Linked DNA regions of Zea mays: all the other regions are linked to region 3. A link is a contact called in public Hi-C data. All regions are on one chromosome and are shown on one strand. The core of a region is the stretch at or near the end of the contact, and the rest is flanking DNA. Distances in the headings are between cores, read along the strand shown.

Region 1 (3,805 bases), core at 41-2,540, 180 kb before region 3:
CCTAAACCATAAGGGACAAGTAAACCTTGTGTTCGCAAACATATAATATGAAGAAGCACTGAGAACATCTAAAGTCACATACATTTTCCCCTCTGGTCGAATCATCGGGCGTCGGTCACAACGTATCGATCGCTGGGGGAGACTCACGGGACCTCGCAAGTAAACTCGTGTCGAACCAAAGGCGCCAAAACTAGACGTGTCCCGCTACGCTGCATCGACGGTGGCTTGCTACGCCGCATCGTCCATCTGCTGGTGCACGTCCTCGTCTTGCTAGGGCATCTGTGCCTCCTCCTTCGTCCTACGGGTGGTCCTTCTCTCCCTCCTCAGCCTCGGCCTCATCACACCGTCCACAATCTTTGTCCAATCACCTGTAATTAAGAGTAAGCAAACAAACACACATAAAAATACGTATTTATGCAGAGAGCACCGCCGCCGGTTCTCAACACAGTGATTGACGTCCGGATCAACGCCACTGGTTATTTTATACTCACGTCTACCTTTCTCGTCTTCTCTGTGCCGCCATGGACAAGCAAAACAAGGATCGCCCGATCTCTGAAAAAACACCCACCGCCGGACGGGTGCCCCCGCGCCCTGTGCAGCTGTGCTGGCCAGAGACGCGCAGGTTGTCGAGCTGGCCCTCGCTGCGCCGTCCGACGAGCTGCGCGAGCAAGACAACTGCCCCCACTCCCCTAATCTCTTTCATCCGTTTGCTTGCTATGCGTCAGGAACAAAGATACTTTAGGCCCTGTTCGGTTTTTAGGGGTTGGAGCCCTGAATTGATTCCTAGCCGGATTACTTCTCTAATTTATATAGATTTTGATGAGCTGGAACGAATCATGGTTTATTCCTGTACAACCGAACGGACCCTTAATAGTTGCAGGTAGTTGGATTGCTGACGTTTTTGAAAGAGGTGGATCTTGCAGCTGAAGTTTCTGACCATGTTGCCCTACGAGGATTAGAAAGGAAACGTATATCTCAAAGGAAAACTTCACACAGCGAGTACGAGAGGAAGATGCGAAGTCATGGGACGCGGGGCTGCCTGCGTGTGACCGGAGAGCAAGTGGACGCGCCTTGCTGGGCGTGGCCGCGGCGGAAATACGTGACACAGGGTCACAGGGAAGCTTGACCGTGGTTCATGGCCGGTTCTCTCCAGTTCGACATGCAGTTCATGCTTCTTCGTTGCGTATAATTCTAGAAGAATAAATGTCTCCTTATTAGACATCAAATACATGAGAATACATTAGAAAAGGAAGAATATATGGTAAATGGCAGTACAATCAATTAGGTAATGTTTGTAGTCCTATTTTTATGGAAAAAATGTTATGAATACCATTATTACGAAGCACGATGTTTAGAGTCCTACATATGTAATTGTCTCCCCTTAATATGCTACTTCTCCTATGTTCCGCGCCGTGTACTTTGCTGGCGTATATGGTCCTCGGAATTTAACATTTCCAACCATCCCTTCTTCTTTTATGTTCTTTTCCAAAAGTAACCGCAAGTACTTAAACTCTAGCCAGAAATCTTAAGCCCCTTGATGTGATGAAAGTTTTTGTGTTGCACGGCTACTTTGCCCCCGGAGGATCCAGCGAAATGCAATGCAACTCATCTTCGTCGGGGCGGACAAACAGACGACACAAGGCGAAGGCACCGCCCGCACGCCGACACGCGCGGCTACACCTGCCACTCCTCCCGATCTCGCCGGCCGGCGACTGGTGCCTCCCGCCCCAGCCCTCCTCCGGGGGCGATGGAGGCGGCCTTCGACGCCTACTTCTGCGCCGCGGATCTGGACCGCGACGGCCGGATCAGCGGCCAGGAGGCCGTCGCCTTCTTCAAGGGCTCCGGCCTCCCGCAGCCCGTCCTAGCGCAGGTGAACCTTAGATCTCCCCTCCTCCGCGCCGCGCCGCGCGACTTGCTCCTCGATGATCTGCGACACTCGAGCCACCTTGCGGCTCCAATCGCGGGGGTGGCTGCTGTTGGCCGTTGCACCGCTCGGGATTCCGAGCTGTAGTGGGCTCGAGGCGCCGAGATTTGGAGCCTGCTCTGCTCTTCTTTGCTCACTGTGGATGTCGCTGTATTTTAGTCCTTTCCCACCGACCAAGCAGATCAACTTTAGTTGCTTTGTCAGTGCTTCATGCTTACAATTAGATGTGCGGTACTCCTGACTTATCTAGCTGCGTAATTTGATGCTCTAGCTCGCTCATTCTCTCTCTCTCTAGCGCTGTGAGCTCGCCAATTGAAGCTTGGAATACCATTTTAAGTTTCTGTGTTGTTCTCCCTAAAGTGTAGACAACTGAGGTTTAGGTCACGCATTGGGTTGGGGCTTTCCACTTGAGTCGGGCATCAACTTGTTATGCTGTTGGAATCCAAGTTGCGTACAAGACTACCTTAGCATGTGCCTTTGTAGTGTTCAGATTTGGATTCTGTACGAGAGAGTGACGGTTTTAGGAATGAACAACTTTTAGTGGAGTACTGCTTTGCCATTCCAAAATTTACCAACCTTTAGCTGTAAACATCTGCTGCATTTCAAGTTTTATTTGGAAGAAATACCCGTGCATCCCTTATTTGGAAGCACACCAAACTGCACATTGCACTCTCCAACCAATTGTAATATACTGGAATCTTGTTATTATTAGAAATTTAAACACAATTGAACTGCACATTGCAGTTAGATTTGCTTCTTTCTGATAGCTTTGTATTTCCTCTTCTGCGGTTCAGATTTGGACATATGCTGATAAAAATCGGACTGGTTTCCTTGGGCGCGAAGACTTCTGCAATTCGCTTAAACTTGTCACAGTAGCTCAGAGCGGTCGAGAATTGACACCTGATATTGTTAGGTCAGCATTATTTGGTCCAGCTGCTGCAAAGATACCTGCTCCTCGGATAAATGTTTCTACTGCTGGTCCTCAGACAAACAGTGTAGCTAGCCCCCCGAATGCCACTCGAGCACTAGGGTCTGGTCAACAGAATCCTGCTGTAAGAGGACCACAAGTGCTTCCTGGGGCATCATCAAATCCACAAGTGAGGCCGCCACAACCTCCAAATGCAAACACTGTGCCCCCTGTTCAGGGAGTTGCATCAAGGCCACCCGTGGGAGGTGGTCCTAGTGGGCTAAACCATACCAGCTCAACCACAACAAATCTCGCTACGGATTGGTTTAGTGGTAAGAGGAGTGCAAGTTCGTTGGGTGCAACTTCACAAGCTCCAACCAGAGGTATTTCTCCGCAGGGCAACCTTACTACTGCAGGAATTTCAGCACAGAATTCAACTCCTCTGCCAGTCTACAATTCTCATATGCCGGGTGCTACAACACCTGCCAATGCAAATTCAACAAACGTAAACATGATGCCTTCACAACCATCAGTTAGTGACTCCAAGACATTGGTACCCTTGGGTAATGGATTGCCATCTAACTCAACTTTTGGTGTTGACCCTTTTTCTGTGACTCTACAAGCGAAACAAGAGTCAGCTTTGACCCCCAATGTTCCAAATAATCTTCCCAGTTCTACAGCTCCTGCCTCAGCTGCTGGACCTCATCACCCTCCTAAGCCAATGCAGGCCGGTCCTTTGCAGGGTATATCGTCGCTTCCTTCTCATACTAGCCAGTTGCCACACAGTCAGCCAGCTCCTAGGCAACAACAATTTAATGCTATTCCAAGCACTCCAGGACCAGTGGGTGCAAATATTCCTGGTGGACAAATTCCTTCAAACCCATACCAATCTCAGGCCCCATGGCCAAAAATCACTCAAGTGGATGTCAGGAAATACATGATTGTATTTATCAAGGTAGACAGAGATCGTGATG
Region 2 (3,599 bases), core at 559-3,058, 150 kb after region 3:
ATTTATTGAATATCCAAATGTACATATAGCTCATTTATTAAATACATATATCATAATAGAGTATTTCATATTTTTAGTAAAAAAGAGTGAAAATACGGCCGAGTTCCTCCATCAGTGATTGTCTCAGTCCAATGGGTTCCAAGGGAAGGGTTTAAAGCGATGAATAAAAGTGGCCTTATAATAAACTAGCCCTTAGAATAATAAATAAAAAAATCAACTAAAGGCTAGTTTAAAAACATATTTTTTATTTTCTGTCTAAGAGCTAGTTTATTGTAGTTTTGTGCATCACTAGTATATGTTTTTACTCTGTAACTTATAATATGTTCTTCACCTCACACCTCTATAGTAAAAATGTAGCATATAAATTTCTCTAACATATGGCCCACAATAGTATACAAGTATATTTTATATATAATCATATTAGCTTGTCTAAATTATGATTATTACAATGGAATTCAATTCAAGTGAATTCCAAGGATCCAAACGACGCCTTAGCTTAGTTAATATATGTCTAAATTGTGATTATTAGAATATAATTCAATTCTAAGGATTCAAACGGACCTAATATATATGGTTGTACTTGGTATGTTTCTAAATTATTTCTATCCCATTAAGATCGGATGAGATTAAAATAGATTATAAGAGATTTTAATTTGCTTAGGATTTAAACCTATCTAGGCCTCACCGGTCTACGTGAATGAATTGGAATCGAAAGGAACTGGCCATTACGACGACACGTGAAAAATTGATAAAGGTGGCGAGGAGCTCTAGCTACCCAAAAATGGCTACCATTTGTTCATAAATATATGACACAATTAATTTTTTAAAAACATTTACCATTCATCTTATTAAAAAATAATAAGTTATTATTTATTTTTAGTTTGTTTTATCACTTAAGTTAATTAGAGTTTTACTTAATATTTTATATTTTAAAATAAATATTTCGAATAATATGGATGATCAAAAATTTCTAAAAAAGTCATAGGAGTATTTGTAAATAGAGGTAGCACTTGACTAGGGCCGGCCACCGACCCTGCATACCACAGTGGTGCCTGGTGTGATTATATAAGGCTGTCTCCAGCAACGTCCTCTATATCTATCCTCTATATCCGTCCTTTACAGTCTCCTCTAAAAGATTCCATCCTCTATATCTCCTTTCTCTCCAATAACGTCCTCTAAATCACGTCATCTATACTCAAATATCTATATCAGAGACATTTTTTATTTTTATTTTTTGTACATATGTATTTGTCATACTCTTAAATGTATTGTACATATTTTAGTTTTGCTAAACCGGTTATTTAAAGTATTTAAATGGATAGAGGACCGTTTAGAGAAACTCTATATATAGAGAATCCAGCAGCGTCCTCTAAATTTAGAGAACTGTTTAGAGGACGCTGCTGGAGGGCGTAGAGGACCATTTGATCCTCTATATTTAGGGTACAGAACCCTTTAGGGTGCCTTGCTGGAGCTAGCCTAAGAACTGTGTCGCTTGGCGGTTTGATTTTGCTTCCCATTTCCGCCCGCCGAAAGTCTGTGCGTGAAACCCGGACCTAGGCTGCGAGCGAACCGAGGCGACAAACGCCACGACCAGGTAGCGTGGCGGTCCGCCGGACGAGCGTGGGGCGCGTGATCACCAGCCGAGCGCCAACCTTCGTCCTCTACACTCTGCGTAGTACTTTCCGCTTTTATAACTAGCGTGGGCCCTAACGCCCTGGGCTTCCCCCTTTTTTAAAAAAAAAAAACAAACCCTGGGCTTTCTCTCTAGCTCAAACTTCGAAAAACGGTCACCTTCCCCGTCCGTCCTCCGTTCCCTCGACGGCACCTGTGCACTTGCTGCAGTGTTGCACGGCCGCACTACCCCGACACCACAAATAATAAGCGGTCCGCTACGCCGCCCCGCCCCGCTTCCCGCCCAGCCGCCGCCGTAGCCTCCAAAGTACCCAGGTTACCTGGCCCGCCGCCGCGCGCGGGGGCGTGCTATGGACCCGTCCACTGCCAAGGCGGCCGCGCCGCCCAATAATGCGGACCACGTCCTCCACATCCAGCCCGACAACCTGCCGCCGCCGCACCCGAGCAACAACCAGCAGCCGAACCCACCGCCGCCGGAGACCCCAAAGCTCTCGCAGAACCCCGAGAAGCCGCCGGCCTCCAGCCCCTCGCGCCCGCCGCTGCCCCCCGCGCTCCTCCGCCGCCGCTCCTCCATCGCCAAGCCCAAGTCGCGCTTCGTCGAGCCGCCCACCCCGATGCACCCGGACTCCGCCCACCCCTCCCCGGTCCACCCCGCCGCCACCGCCGCCGCCTCGCTGACCGCCACCCCGACCCATCGCGCCGCGAGCGTCTCCACCCCGCACACCCCCGCGGAGGCCGACGACGACGAGGACATCTTCCGCAACAAGGATGGCTCCCGCGCGCCGGCCTCCGCGGCGCGGTGCCGCCGCCGGGTCCGCCTTGGCCTCGAGCTCTGCGTGCTCGTCCTCTTCCTCGGCCTGCTCGTCGTCAGCCTCGTCGTGCGCCCCCTGCAGGGCCGCGTACTGTGGGGGCTGGAGATCTGGAAGTGGTGCGTCATGGTCACCGCCGTCTTCTCCGGCCACCTCCTCAGCCAGTGGCTCGTCACGCTCATCGTTTTCGTCGTCGAGCGCAACTTCCTGCTGCGCACCAAGGTGCTCTACTTCGTCTTCGGGCTCAAGAAGAGCTTCCAGGTCTGCCTCTGGCTCGCGCTCGTGCTCATCGCCTGGTCCCAGCTCTTCGACAGCGAGGTCGGCCGCTCCCGCAAGACCGCCAGGACCCTCAACTACGTCTCCAGGTTCCTCGCCTCCATGCTCATCGGCTCCGTCATCTGGCTCGTCAAGACCTTCCTTATGAAGGTGGTTGCGTCCACGTTCCACCGCAAGACCTTCTTCGACCGGATTCAAGAGAGCGTGTTCCATCAGTACGTGCTGCAGACGCTGTCGGGCCCGCCGTTAATGGAGCTGGCGGAGAATGTGGGGCGCGAGGGCAGTGGCCTTGGGCGGGTCAGTATCGGCAGGGCCAAGGAGGACAAAGGCGTGCCGGAGGTGATCGATGTTGTCAAGCTCAGGAGGATGAGTCAGGAGAAGGTCTCAGCATGGACGATGAGAGGGCTCATCACAGCAATCCGAAGCTCTAGGCTGTCAACCATATCTAATACTATCGAGAGCTTTGATGATGTAGATGGCATGGAACAGAAGGATAAAGAAATAAATAGTGAATGGGAGGCCAAGGCCGCGGCGTATGCCATATTCAAGAATGTCGCAAAGCCCAGCTATAAGTGAGAACTACTTTTTTCAGTAGCCATTTCTTGTCTACATATGCATGGCTCAACATGCGCAGCAATTCTTTTCAATTATTGACGTAGGCACATTGAGGAGGTGGATCTGCTGAGATTTTTCACCAAGGAGGAGGTGCACCTGGTGATTCCAATGTTTGAGGGAGCACCAGAGACCGGAAAGATAAAAAAGTCTGCACTAAAGAATTGGGTGGTAATGGAAAAAATGAATGCATTTACTATCTCTGTTTTCCTGTTTCAGAATTCATAGGGACATTAGCCAGTTGTCCGTGCTTTGCTACAGTTTTTATAT
Region 3 (3,472 bases), core at 188-2,687:
GAGAACTACCTTTGTCTATTCATAACCGTGCTGAAAGCTCACACACACACAAGGAAAAAGGCAAGAGAGAACACGTAGAACAAATAAAGTGTTGTGGAATGCATGTCTTGTGCAAAAGCAATGTGTACGTCTCATCATATTTTACCTCTTTTGCTAGCCTATTGAGTGACTGTGTGCATGCAATTTAAGGGCATAGAACCCCAAATGTGACTTTTTGATTTAGATTGTTTCAAAACATCACAAAAAGCCTAACATTGCAAGATGAATATGTACAAGTATGCTATAAACAAAAAGGAAACAACTTCAGGTTTAATCCATTATTTTACCGTTGCACTGAAAATTTACCCAAACAGTGTATACCTCTTTCTTCTTGTCCCTTTTTCTTTTCACTTCGTGAAATGGATCTGCAAGTGCAAACGAACAACAAATTCTAAGCACAAAAAATAACATGAGAAGATTTACTACCGGAGGCAATATATATTGCAAACAAAGGCATCTGACGTCCAGCAAATAAGAGACATCGCACATATCAGCACCATACAAAAACACCAAAGATCATTTTCTTCTCGAAAAAAAAACATGGAGACCATTATAATATCTATTCTTATAGGCCCGTTACAACACACACCAGCAAGCAATAGTAAGCACTACCTTCTACAAAGTTGCAACATAGAATAGAACACAAAATTACAAGTAGCCAACAACTAAAGTTAACGACTTGGCCCTGCAAGAGTGCCATTATATATATGGACATCACTCGCTAATCAAAATCACGACCCTCGTGATTAGTATCAGTAATCAATAAACCACTAAACGCTGAGCCTCCCCCAAATCCCCATATCTCGAAAACCCTAGACTGTACACGGCAATCCCCTGCGCCCCCACGGGTGTGGCGGCAGAGCCGACCCAATGCAGCTCAGCGAGCGCCCCAAAACCCTAGCTCAAGGCACCGGTACGAGATCGATGGAGTCGAGGCGACCCCAGATCGGAGAACAGGGGAGAGGTAAGGGGACCTTGATTCAGCAGCTTCTGCGCCGTCTCGTTGGGGTCCATGTTAGACTCGCGGAGGGTGTCCAAGATGTCGGCGTCGGAGTGGCCGACGACGACCTCCTTGATCGACTGGATGGTGGACTGGATCGCCGTGGTGGTGGTGGTGGTGGTGGTGGTGGGCGAGCGCGCCGCCCCCGCCCTGTCTGAGCTGCGCGCCCCGCCGCCAACGCCAGCCATGCCCGCCGCGAGAGGGGAGATCGCCCGAACGCACGCTAGGACGGGGGAGCGGGTGGTGTTGGAGGCGCTGACGATCGCCGCCGGAATCGCATCAAACGACGCGAGGGCCTGGGTTTCGGGGGAAAGCGGGTTTGGGCTTTGGTTTGGTTGGAGTGGTTGGGGCCGGCCGGGCTCGGGTGGGCGCGTTGTTTTCCAAGGGAAATGGTTGCGCGACCTGCGAGGGCCGGTGGTCCGGTGGTGGCCGTTGTGTTGTGCTTGTGCACGAGTTTTCCGGCGGAGGCGGCTAGTGTGTCAGCGTGTGTGAACGCGGGAAGGGGTGCTCAAATGACGGATATATCCCTATCCCTACTTAGGAAATCCGTGAGCGTGGAATTTACGGCTTGAACCAAGTGGTAGGGGGGCGAGGGTGGAAGCGTCATCTTGAATGGCGGTAGGTTAATTCGATCGGTTTGGCAGAGAACGGACCTGCATTCTTGTTTGTTTTTCGACTCAGGCTCATTTTGTAGGTCGGGCCTGCGTACGTTGCACTTTAAAGGGCTGTTTGGTTTGATGCCTAACTTGCCACACTTTGCCTAACTTTTCTGTCTAAGGTTAGTTCTTCAATTCGAACGACTAACCTTAGGCAAAGTGTGGCACATTTACCCACGAACCAAACAGCCCCTAAATCCCACTTCTCCTAATTTTTTTTATGATAGTTACGCGCAGTTGGATAGGACGGTGTACACGATGCACGAAGGAAGAAAATGTTGTTTTATATTAGTAAAGACTATGTGAGTGACCGTGCGTTGCAACAGAAAAATGTATAATAACACAATAATTTATGTACATATGTGTGTTATATTGTTATAGATATGTGTTCATCCGTTGCGACGGAAGTAAAAGATTTGTATGAAACATTAATACAGAACGACAAACATCACTATATTATGCAAAATATGTGTGGAAAACATTATCAATATCACACAAATTATTTCTAAAAAGTTAATTTAAAATTTTTAATTACAGACAAATGTGTCGACAACTGTACACTAATCAGCTAATCCTTTTTAGCGATATCGATAAGTCTCTGTTGTATGTTTGTAGGGATGGCATATCGACACGAATTGTCCTCATAACTTAACAGATCAATCACAAAGTTTATTTGAAGAATCTTTGCATCCTACAAACAAAGACATAAGAGAACAAAACATATTATCTTGTAGAACGAGATAGCCGAATGTATGTTTTGAACACAAAACGAACGTACTACACTCACCCCAACAAATTTCATTCGTCTGTCATTCCCCCACATGGCCATAGCTTGTAGAACGAGGTAGCTCGTATTAAACCTATAGAATAATGTTTAGGCAACTATGTTTTATACAATGATTATCATAGAAAAAATTAAACTGCTGAGAAGGTGGTACGAAGAAAATACCCTCTTAAGTCAATTGGAACACCAGTCTGAATTATATGTTCCCACTTAAAGATATCCTCCGCCCATCTAGAACGTTTCTTACTGTAAGCAATCTTATATTTTTTGAGGCCATGATAATCGCTTCCGTGAATCTCTTGTATGGCATGTGTTTACACCAATCTTGAGTCGGTGTAAAGTCGATAAAAGTCACATGCTTTTTAACATGATCTATTACGAAAAGGGCGTGACATCTATTGAATTTCCGTGGCATAAAAACCTGCAAAATATCAGTCATTAGGATCCTACAACAGAAGTGTCCTTTATAAATACATTCGAAATGAACACATACTTACATATCTACAACTCGTGATATAATAACAATTAGGAATTTAACTTTTTCATCACCTCTAGATGCCTCTGGCTGTATAGGAGGTCCTTTATTTCGTTGGCTTACTTTACGACGCTTTCTACTTTTCTCGTTTTTTCAATGGGCATCGCGGCATATCTTTCTCTTTCCCGTTGCCTCTTACGTTCCTTAGCATCGACATTTGGACCAAGCGATTTCAATCCATTTTCATCAGCTACAATATAACCCTGTGTATTAGTGTTCCCCTACATACTACGTTTCAAACGTTAATCGACACACGTGTAATAACCTTTACCTATAGTAATGGTGTTTGAGATGTTTGTCAATGGTGTGTGACCATCATTATGTTCCATCTGATCTGTTTTTGTTGGTTCTCCGTTCTCCATAAAGAAACCCTATTATGGATAATGGAATGACTTAGTTAAGTTTTCACACAGTACTCTGTGTACAACCACAATTTAGTTCAATATATCTCTACTACA

Evidence for each region. A called contact is a pair of places that touch in the nucleus more often than the background predicts.
Region 1: a contact with region 3 is called in a Hi-C map of endosperm, with 2.2 times the contacts expected there. The contact joins the promoter of LOC103629877 here to the promoter of LOC100382099 in region 3. A contact is called at or near these places in 5 of 25 Hi-C or Micro-C datasets (ear, endosperm, leaf and 1 more).
Region 2: a Hi-C map of tassel shows a contact between it and region 3, with 3 times the contacts expected there. The contact joins the promoter of LOC103625685 here to the promoter of LOC100382099 in region 3. A contact is called at or near these places in 5 of 25 Hi-C or Micro-C datasets (ear, endosperm, leaf and 1 more) and 1 of 3 datasets of contacts at active chromatin or transcription factors (leaf).

Annotation. Positions count from the first base shown.
Region 1 is chr6:120,299,237-120,303,041 of Zm-B73-REFERENCE-NAM-5.0, reverse strand. LOC103629877 (epidermal growth factor receptor substrate 15) reads left to right here and starts at 1,290. Exons shown (of 13, transcript XM_008650981.4): 1 at 1,290-1,870; 2 at 2,719-3,805. The coding sequence starts at 1,748.
Region 2 is chr6:119,965,410-119,969,008 of Zm-B73-REFERENCE-NAM-5.0, reverse strand. It overlaps LOC103625685 (mechanosensitive ion channel protein 10), which reads left to right and starts at 1,808. Exons shown (of 5, transcript XM_008650980.4): 1 at 1,808-3,289; 2 at 3,377-3,500. The coding sequence starts at 1,983.
Region 3 is chr6:120,118,082-120,121,553 of Zm-B73-REFERENCE-NAM-5.0, reverse strand. It overlaps LOC100382099 (Putative DUF1296 domain containing family protein), which reads right to left and starts at 1,437. Exons shown (of 11, transcript NM_001174860.1): 1 at 1,014-1,437; 2 at 361-404. The coding sequence starts at 1,227.